Linked DNA regions of Danio rerio: regions 1 and 2 are each linked to region 3. Evidence: chromatin contacts called from public Hi-C and HiCAR-type data. All regions are on one chromosome and are shown on one strand. Each heading gives the region's core, a stretch centred on a gene start, on an enhancer-like site or on the middle of the called end of the contact. The rest is flanking DNA. Distances are from core to core; before and after follow the strand shown.

Evidence for each region. Hi-C and Micro-C count contacts between places; a contact is called where the count stands out from the background. HiCAR-type assays count read pairs that join an accessible place to other places.
Region 1: a Hi-C map of an unstated tissue shows a contact between it and region 3, with 2.1 times the contacts expected there. The contact joins two enhancer-like sites. A contact is called at or near these places in 2 of 18 Hi-C or Micro-C datasets (hematopoietic stem cells and an unstated tissue) and 2 of 4 datasets of contacts at active chromatin or transcription factors (caudal fin and embryo).
Region 2: a HiCAR-type map of caudal fin shows a contact between it and region 3, with 8 times the contacts expected there. The contact joins two enhancer-like sites. A contact is called at or near these places in 3 of 18 Hi-C or Micro-C datasets (caudal fin, hematopoietic stem cells and an unstated tissue) and 1 of 4 datasets of contacts at active chromatin or transcription factors (caudal fin).

What each region holds. Positions count from the first base shown.
Region 1 is chr13:33,724,511-33,727,849 of GRCz12tu, forward strand. It overlaps a transcript of zmiz1a not described here. Among named protein-coding and RNA genes, the nearest start is that of rps24, 100 kb to the left of the region's middle. Within about 2 kb of position 1,256, at least 10 of the 62 cell types and tissues checked have an H3K27ac peak or open chromatin away from gene starts, as enhancers often do.
Region 2 is chr13:33,632,693-33,635,842 of GRCz12tu, forward strand. No RefSeq gene overlaps it. Among named protein-coding and RNA genes, the nearest start is that of rps24, 13 kb to the left of the region's middle. Within about 2 kb of position 1,344, at least 39 of the 62 cell types and tissues checked have an H3K27ac peak or open chromatin away from gene starts, as enhancers often do. A contact at or near this core is called in caudal fin, where this site is marked.
Region 3 is chr13:33,880,344-33,883,428 of GRCz12tu, forward strand. It overlaps a transcript of zmiz1a not described here. Among named protein-coding and RNA genes, the nearest start is that of zmiz1a, 19 kb to the right of the region's middle. Within about 2 kb of position 1,423, at least 48 of the 62 cell types and tissues checked have an H3K27ac peak or open chromatin away from gene starts, as enhancers often do. A contact at or near this core is called in caudal fin, where this site is marked.

The sequences.
Region 1 (3,339 bases), core at 6-2,505, 160 kb before region 3:
CGCTGATCTGGGATCAGTTTATTGTACGAAGCGCGTCTGTCAGTCAGCGCTTATACATGCATTCACTGGTTCATAGGTAGCATACGCACAGTAATGTAAAGAAAGTGGGATAGAATGGTAAAATACGGGAGAATTTCGGCAAAAACGGGAGGGTTTACGTGAGTGCAGTGAACAGGAAGTGTTTGTGGAGAAACAGTTTTGCGAGAGAACGCAAAACATCTTTGCGAGATAACGCAAAACATCTTTGCGAGGGAGTGCAAAACATCTTTGCGAGATAACGCAAAACTTTGCGAGAGAACGCAAAAAACTTAGAAATATATATTTTCCTCCCACCCATTTTTTTTCTTTCACCCATTATTTTTTTTTCACCCACCCATTTTTTTTCTCCTCCACTACGTCCCTTCCGGGGTTCCGTACCGTTGCTTTTATTTAGAACATGATTTAAATCGCTCTGATACTTAATCTGGCAACTTGCGCTTGCATTTGTTTTGATCCAGGAGTCCAATACCTAGTTCAACCACTCTGTCAAACTTGCATTCTGAATCTTTAAGAATTGTATTATTTCCATTCATTTTAAATAAGTAGCTTGAACAAACAGCAAACGTAGTTTTTTTTGACAGTGTATTGCTTCAGTTTAGCAGATTTCTATATTTTTGTTCATACATTTAAATAGCTTTTAGGAGAAGAATTTGATGCAGATTGTGTTCTTCAGCCCGATTCAAAGTTTGGGTGGTTTTTATATTGCTTTGAGAATGTTGTTGCTGTGTCTGTAACAGAAAAAGAAAGATGCATTGACTTCATTTAACTTTTTGAAAGCCAACATCTTTCTGTGATTGCATTCATATTGCAGCTTCATAACTTGTAAGATGATTTTTTTAACTCTGGATTTGCAGGAAACACTGGTATGGTGTAATATCTTATTAATCTTGCATAGTATGCTGTTAAAATGGCTCATTTTCTTTACACTGAGCAATTTTCCATAATCATTTAGTCCTGTCACATACATATCATCCTGATTTTCCATGTTTTTGCTTAAAACCTGTTATTATCCGTATTCTTTGGTGTCAAAATCCGAAAAACCGCACGGCCCAGAGCTTTCTTTAGCACTTATTAACCGTTGGAGGCAGATCTCACAATGAAAATGTATTCCATCTGAGAACACACCTCTTGCTCCACAAATACACTTCATGCATCACAGCCTCCGTGCAGAGCTCATGAGGTGACAGCTGTAGGCAACAGAGAGACGTTCATGGAGTGCTAGTGCAGACTCGGCGCCAGATAGAGCATGATAAATCCAGAGCCGTGTAAGTGTGTTTGTCTGTGCGTGTATGTCCAGGCTCAAATTGGCATGCAATGGCAAGCACCACTTCCCAGGTAAGTGCTGTGTGCCCTGGCTCTTAATGACTGTTTCATAAGCCACGCTCTTGGTGGCCACTATATGCCCTCCCCTCTCGTTCACCCCTGCGGTTCTCCAACCAGACTGCTTCACACGCTTATGAGCTCATGTCTTTTAATTTCTCTACCTGGGCTGTTCAGATAAAGAGCCATATTAGAAACCCCAGAGTGCAAATATTGTAAAATGGCAGGAGCGGTGTAGTGCAGGGCTTTGCTGTATCAAACAAAAAGTCCTAAATAAAGAAGCAAAAACAAAATAAAAAGTCTATCGTTTCATATTATGCTCTATTGGCACAAAATACATTGTTTACTGTAATGCTTAATACTACTAGCTGTGTATAAATTGACAGGATAAATTTACAGTGTGCTTCAGACTTGTCCATTAATAAAACATGAACAAACGCATAATGAACTCGAGTATTTTTATAATCTGACATTTTTATTATCAGACATTCAAGAGTAATATTATTTACTGTACTGAAACAAGTTCAGCCTCAAATAAAATAAAATCTATTCAAGTTTTATAGTATAACTGTATAAAAATCAGTAAATAAAGAAATATAAACAAAGAATATGAATAATATAGAAAAATTACATATCGAAATGTGAAATTCAGAAGCATTTATGAAAAGCAAAATAGTGTTACCCTCTTTTTTGCTGCTCTAAAGGCTGATTTATACTTCTGCGTTGAGTGATCAGTGTGACGCATGGCGCTTGTCTTGCGCGTAGTCATGCATTTATACTTCTGCGCGCTATTATTCCGAAACGCAAGCTGGCAGTTGGTTTTTATGTTCCTCTGTGTCAAGTTTCTTCGCAAACTCAAACTTGCTATTATAAGGTAAACACAAAACAAAAGTCTCCATCTGGAGATCCTTCATGTGACGCGACACTTGTAAACAAACGCTCCATCAGGCTTGCGGCTCTCAGCACCGGCCATGTTTGTTACAATCACCAAGCTGACCTTTCACAGAGCTTGCACTACACATAGTTGCACTACACAGAAGTATAAATCAGCCTTAACAGTGGTTGTTGTTTTATTTTTTGTGTTGGACCTGTAATCATTATTAAAATAAATCAAAGTTTTTTTTTTATTTTGTTAATATTTTTGTACCCATTTCTACATTTTTTTAATCAAACCTTTGCTTCAAATGGTTTTAATTAAACATTTGGTCCAAGCTTTTGATAAATTGAGAATTATGATCACATATGAATAAGTACATTTTCTGAGTAAATACTTTAAATTGTACGAAAAAATTTGGCCCTTAACATGTGGTATAAATTAGTAAATATTAGTGTTTCATGATACTGGAATTCGGTACCAGTGGCTACTCAATTTAAAAAACAATTTTTTATTTTTTTTTGGCTAACATTTGAGCACTGTTGAGCGCGTTTTTAAACACTGCTGATTTGTCATTGGGTTCACATGCTCAACAGAAATGTCTGGGATTGGTCATAAAGGTCATCAGTTCACCAGACTCACCGCTGTTTACTAATTGGGGACAGTGAAGATCAGTCAATTCATCAGTGGATCGCTCATAAACAGACCTGCTGATCGTCGCGGCTTTAAAACATTAGTGTCCCTTTTTTTGTGGTTACACTTGGTAAACAGTGGTGAGTTTGGTGAGCTGATGACCTTCATGACCAATTACAATCATTTCTGTTTATCAGCGCGTTTAAGATCGTGCTCAAATGTTAACGAAAAATGGACGTTTTTAAAATATCAGTTCTGATTGGTACCAGATTCCGCCATCGTGACAACACTAGTATAAATTAACTATTAATTGAGTAAACAGAAATGGTGCTATATTGTGATATGTATCATTGTCAGGATATGAGATGGCTTGCATTTTGCTCAGTCCTAGTGTTTTTTTTTTGCTGAGCTGAGTTGATTTTAATGGTGGCTAGATTCTTAGAAATCCAGTCAGATGCTGTATCAAATTGAAA
Region 2 (3,150 bases), core at 94-2,593, 250 kb before region 3:
CCCCTAAGGAATATGTCATTGTTTTTGGTGCAATCCCTGGTTGAGTGTTATACCTTTAGTCAAATCTGGCCATAAAGGTTCTTTAGAATGTTTGATTTTTGACAACACCAAAACTCTTCTTAGTTGTATGTCAAACAAAGATATTTGCTTCGTTATTAAAAGTTCTCAGATCTCTTTACCTGCTTGCATAGGGGTGTGGAATCATATATTTAATGACATTGGGAACAGTTTTGGCTTCTTTGGAAAAACATTGTCTTTATCTTCTAAAGCTGTCGAAGTCTCAATCAAAATAATTCCTAATTGCTACCCAATAGATACCAAACTAGCTAAATTTAATAACGATATTTTCCCTGAATACTCATTTTGTACTCAATATGACGAAACACTAAATAAAGTTTTTGGAAGTGTACATAATGTAAAGTGTTTTGGGTTGATTTTTCCAATTTAATTAAATAATTTTTATTTCCAAACTTTTGTATATCCCCAAAAATTGTATCGTTTGGTTACTCTCTGAACTTAAACCCTTCTCATTGTGAATTTAATATTAATTTATTGCTTTTTCTGGATACATTTTACATGCATAAATGTAAATTTTCACAGGAACACCCTTACTTTTTTCCGTTCAGTGCTCCGGTTCAAAAGACATGTGCTATAGGTGAATTGGGTAAGCTAAATTGTGTGTAGTGTATTTGTGTGAATGAGTGGTTATGGATGTTTCCCAGTGCTGGGTTGCAGCTGTAAAGGCATCCGCTGCATAAAACATATGCTGGATAAATTGGCGGTTAATTTCGTTGTGGCAACCCCAGATTAATAAAAAAGACTTAAGACTCTAATATTTATATTGTATCTAAATTCTTTCTTGGTTTAAATCATTTAAACTTGTTTAATTTGCTGGCATTTTATTTATTTAAACCTTTTTGTCTCTGCTAAAATTGTATCTTTGTACGTTCTTTATTGCATCAACAATCTCTGTCTCTATAAATGCCTCAGATCTGCCACTAAGCGGCGCCGTTTGCCTTGTTTTAGCGCCTTGACTCTTTGCAATAATCAGTCACACATACCACACACAAAAACACATTCCCTGTGGTGAGGCTGATTCAATATTCCACCAGCTGATTTATGCAGAACAATTCTCCACAGGAATGGCTGGAGCCAGGCAGAGGAGGGGGTAAAACATCTCAAAAAAAGACTGTGGTAAAAATAATTATCTCTGGTGTCACTGTAGCAACAATCTTTGAGGCTGATGTCAATGAAATATTGAGCAGCACAATCACTTTGAATGTGATCTGAGGAGGGCTGGCGGTGGGTCAGGCAGAGCCACAGGAGCGCGCTTAGAATCTTCCGGAAACGTGGGCTGAATGCAGAGCGGCCGCGCACCACTGTCTGCAGTCATTTAATATGTCAAAACACTCCCGCTTCTCCTCGTCCGCGAACCTGGCGTCTGCCAGTTTGCTTTTTCTAAATGAATGTCACGTCTGTGAACGATATATAATTAATATCGCGTTGAATTATTTCTCCATCTCATGTTCTTCCATGTTTCTTTGTGTGTGCGGCGTGTTTTTCCTTGCGCGCGTTGTTGATCTTCACGCGCTCGAGCGTTGAGTTTGTCGTGGTTTCGTTGGAAAGTGCAGAAATTCTCCTTCACTGGCTGCTGTTTAACCTGCTTAAAAGCAAGTGGTCAGCAAAATGTTTCTTTTTAGCACCGTCATCACATTGACCACGACCTTTTAAAGAGATTTGCATAGAAACATGGGTCTTTGCTGACAAAGGATGCATGCAGATTGCTCTCTTTAAGGTATAAAGAGGTACAGGTATTGCTCAACCTCAGGAGAACTTCATTGAACAACACCATTATAGTACAAGTGTGATGTCTGATTTTTTTTATTGCCTGAATTTAACAAGCTTGTTTTTTCCCTTTCTCGCTCTCCCTCTCTTTCTCTCTCTCTGAAGTAAAACTGAGCTTATGACATACTTTACTTTGACCAACTCTTAAGTAGGTCGATTGAGTTGAGGCGTCCTTGATGTCTGTCTCTGTGCGGTATGAAGAACAAAACATGAGGTCTCCTTGACTTTCTTGTACTGTATTTTCAGTTACAGAAACATTTACTGTTCGTCGGCTTGTGATCTTTCGCTTGCTTTTTCAGATACATAACTACAGGTAGGATATCTGTTGGGTATTTTCTTAATATATGATCAGTCATCTTGAGGTGCACAGTGAAAGGTAGTTAGGCCTCATGGTAAACTTTAAAGCATAGTTAATCCAAAACAGAAGCCTGGAGAGTGACGTGGTTTCACTTTGTTGACCTAAAATGGAGATATTTTAAAGAATGAAGTAAGTACACTTCCAGAATTTTGAAAAATACCACTAAACTTAGTGGTTTATGGTTTTGAATAGCATTTAATATGTTCTTTAGTGTTCAGCAGATAAAACCAACTCAAAAAATGGAATAAGTGGAGGGTAAGTAAATGATGATAGAAATTTTATTTTAATGCCTTTAGTCTGTCTTCTTAAAATTAAGTGAACTACAAAAAACAACACCATAGCTTTGAATGAAATATTTTTGCAACAATGTAAAAGTCATAACTTTTGATTGTTAATTTTACATTACAGGGTGTCCACGGGGTCTTAAAGTATTAAAAGTTGATAAATCAAAAATGAGAAGGTACCTTAAAAGGTGTTAAAAACTCTAAATCATGTTTTCACAAGGTCCTAAATTTTGTTCAAGTGTTGTCTAAAGTGTTTGACTCCAAAAAAGCATAAACATATTTCTTTTTTTTCCTAATGTTGGTTCGAGCCTCGGTTGGGTCAGCTGGCGTTTCTGTGTGGAGTTTGAATGTTCTCCCTGCGTTCGCGTGGGTTTCCTCCGGGTACTTCGGTTTCCCCCACAGTCCAAAGATATGCGGTACAGGTGAATTGGGTAGGCTAAATTGTCTGTAGTGTGTGTGTGTGTGAGTGAGTGTGTGTGGATGTTTCCCAGAGATGGGTTGCAGCTGGAAGGGCATCCGCTGCGTAAAACATGTGCTGGATAAGTTGGTGGTTCATACCGCAGTGGCGACCTCGGATTAATAAAACTAATGAGACTAAGCCGAAAAGAAAAAGAATGTATTTTCCTCCTAATATTAACAACGGCATGCTTGATCCATGCGATT
Region 3 (3,085 bases), core at 173-2,672:
AAATTCACAGTAAATTACAGGAAGGTAGTACAAAATACCAGTATTTCTAAATACCAAAAAGGGCCTGTACTAGCATAAAAGTTCATGTGTGTTCATTTCTATGTTGAATAAAATCAAGTTTGTAGGAATTCCTATAACTAACATGTAAAAGATATAGCCCTTTTTAATGGTAATTTGCTGTAAGAAAGAAAAAAAAAAAGAGTTAAGTCTTGTAAAGTGATAATAATGTGATTTACTATGCAAAATTACAGTAACATATTGTGACATTCTGGGAATATTTTACAGTGTAGGGCACGCAAATCACTAAATCTTCCCCTGCTAATGATATTAACCTTTCAAGGCTGCTTTTATTCCAGGATTTCTCCACAAGGAAAGAAATATATAATTTATATATTTCCTTAATCTATTGAACATCCTCACTTGGGAAATATTTAAAAAATTCTAAACCTTTCATAAAATTTACTTTAAGTAACATTTATTTCGATAAATGATACCTGAACACCAAATATTACATATTAGAATGATTTCTCAAAGATCATACAACACAGATCAAGACTGATGTAATAGCTGCTGAAACATTACATGTATATTTGAATAAATCAAGATCAAATTTGAAATGAAAAGACTGATTTTGAAGATTTCTAAACACTCAAACAAGTTTGTGAATGCTTTTGGTGGAAAATTTATATTATATAACATGGATATTTAAAAAATAATATCGAAATATTTTTGTAAATGTGATAAAAACACTATTTGAAAAAGTAGTAACATCACATGCCAAGCATAATACTGGAAGACCGTAATGGTCGGCCACTAATTAAAATTGTGAATGGGGTGCAGTTTGTGCCTGAAATCTGCCTTTCTGTCTGTTTGTCCTTATGCCCTCCTCTCTCCATCAGCTCACAGATGGGCCACAACAACCTTCTGTTCCAGCAGCAAGATCCCAACAAATAATGAGAAAGAGAAACAGGTAGAGAAAGGGGAACAGAAAGAAGAAATTAAAGCGAGGTGAGCAGAGAGAAGAGAGAGAGAGGTGAAGGGACAGAAAAGCAGACTGGAGTCTCACTGCCTTGTGACCAGAATGAAACAGAAAGCCTCAGGCAGATGTAAAGAAGAAAAGGAGGGAGGAGGGTGAAAGCGGAAAAGAGGGGGAGTCAGCCTGAGAGTAAGAGGAAGGTAAAACGACTGAAAGAAATAAATAGAGAGAGAGAGAGGAGGGGGGAGACTGAAGAGTGTTGATTGGCTTGTATGAAAACACATGACTGCAGTGGGGAGCCTCTTGCTCAGGGTGAGTGGCTCTGCTTCAGACCAAACCACATTAGATGAAATGAATCCATTCCCCAGCCTGTTAAAGGAGTGCGAGCCTCGCTTCCGGAGAGAGAGAGAGAGAGATAAAGGAGGGGCGGATTGAGTGGCAGGAGAGAATGGGGGAGAAGGAGAGGGAAAAGAAAGAAGGAGAGATGGGGGCAGGAGGAGGCCAGCACATACACATATGGTGCCTGAGACACTCTGCTCTGGAGATTACGGCACATTTTAGGTCAGGACAATAGAGAGCAGTGGAGAGCCTTTACGCTGCCGTTGTGGACTCACATAACAAACACTGCCTTGTGCTGGTCTGCAGGGGCCACTGTCCAGCTCACCGCTTCTACACTCACACACAAATGAGGAAAATGAATTGAGAGGGAGAACAGTATATGGTCATGTGCTTGGTTGTCTGTCATTTTTAACTTTGTTTTTGAGATTCAGCTATAGGTAAAGTTATATGTTGTCTGGTAAAATAGTTAAGGGCAAGTTTGAGTGTGTGTGTGCTTATACGCTGTGGCTTGGTAAACGATGATATGCTCATGGATTATGTTTTTAAATGAAATATTACATTCTCAGATAAATGGAACAAAAGCTTAATGTTTTCAAGTGGTACTTATATATGTAACAGTTCAGCGAAATCATTAGTCCAGCTGTGAAACTGTCATTCTTTTTCCAAAAATCCCCAAGTGCTGTATATAAGAGATAAGTTGAAAGAACACTTTTGTGTGTATCTCCCTGCGTTCACATGGGTTTTCTCCGGGTGCTCCGATTTCCCCCACTGTCCAAAGACATGCGGTACAGGTGAATTGGGTAGGCTAAATTGTCCGTAGTGTGTGTGTGAATGTGTGTGGATGTTTCCCAGAGATGGGTTGCGGCTGGAAGGGCATCCGCTGCGTAAAAACTTGCTGGATAAGTGGGCGGTTCATTCCGCCATAACATTTATTTAGATAAACAATTCTTTAGATAAATGTTTATCTAAAGGTAACATTTATTCAGATAAATGATTTAAGATCATACAACACTGGGCATCAAGACTGAAATAATAGCTGCTGAAAAGTTACCTTCAGTTGAAGTCAAAATTATTAATCCCCACTTTTTTTTTTCTTTCTTTTTTTTGTTTTATATTTCCTAAATGATGTTTAACAGAGCAAGGAAATTTACACAGTATGTCTGATAACATTTTTTTCTTCTGGAGAAAGTCTTATTTGTTTTAGTTTGGCTAGAATAAAAGCAGTTTAAATTTTTTTCAAAAAATTTTAAGGTCAAATTTATTTGCCCGTTTAAACTATATATTTTTGCGAAAGTCTACAAAACAAACCATTATTATACAATAACTTGCTTAATTATCCTAACCTGCCTAGTTAATCTAATTAACCTAGTTAAGCCTTTAGATGTCACTTAAAGTTGTATAGAAGTGTCTTGAAAAATATCTAGTCAAATATTATTTACTGTCACCATGGTAAAGATAAAATAAATCAGTTATTAGAAATGAGTTATTAAAACTATTATGTTTAGAAATGTGTTGAAGAAATCTTCTCTCCGTTTAACAGAAATTGGGGAAAAATAAACAAGGGGATAATAATTCAGGGGGGCTAATAACTCTGACTTCAACTGTATATATTCAAAAAAATCAAAATTCTGACTCTTTCTATTGTAGCTCAAATTCCAAAAAAGACTTTAAAAACATTAGAAAGGCTTCATTTTTGAAACAATAGTACAAGTATGTGAATGTTTTTGGTGGTACTACAGGTGAAAGATTGTGACAGTAGATGTGAGCAGA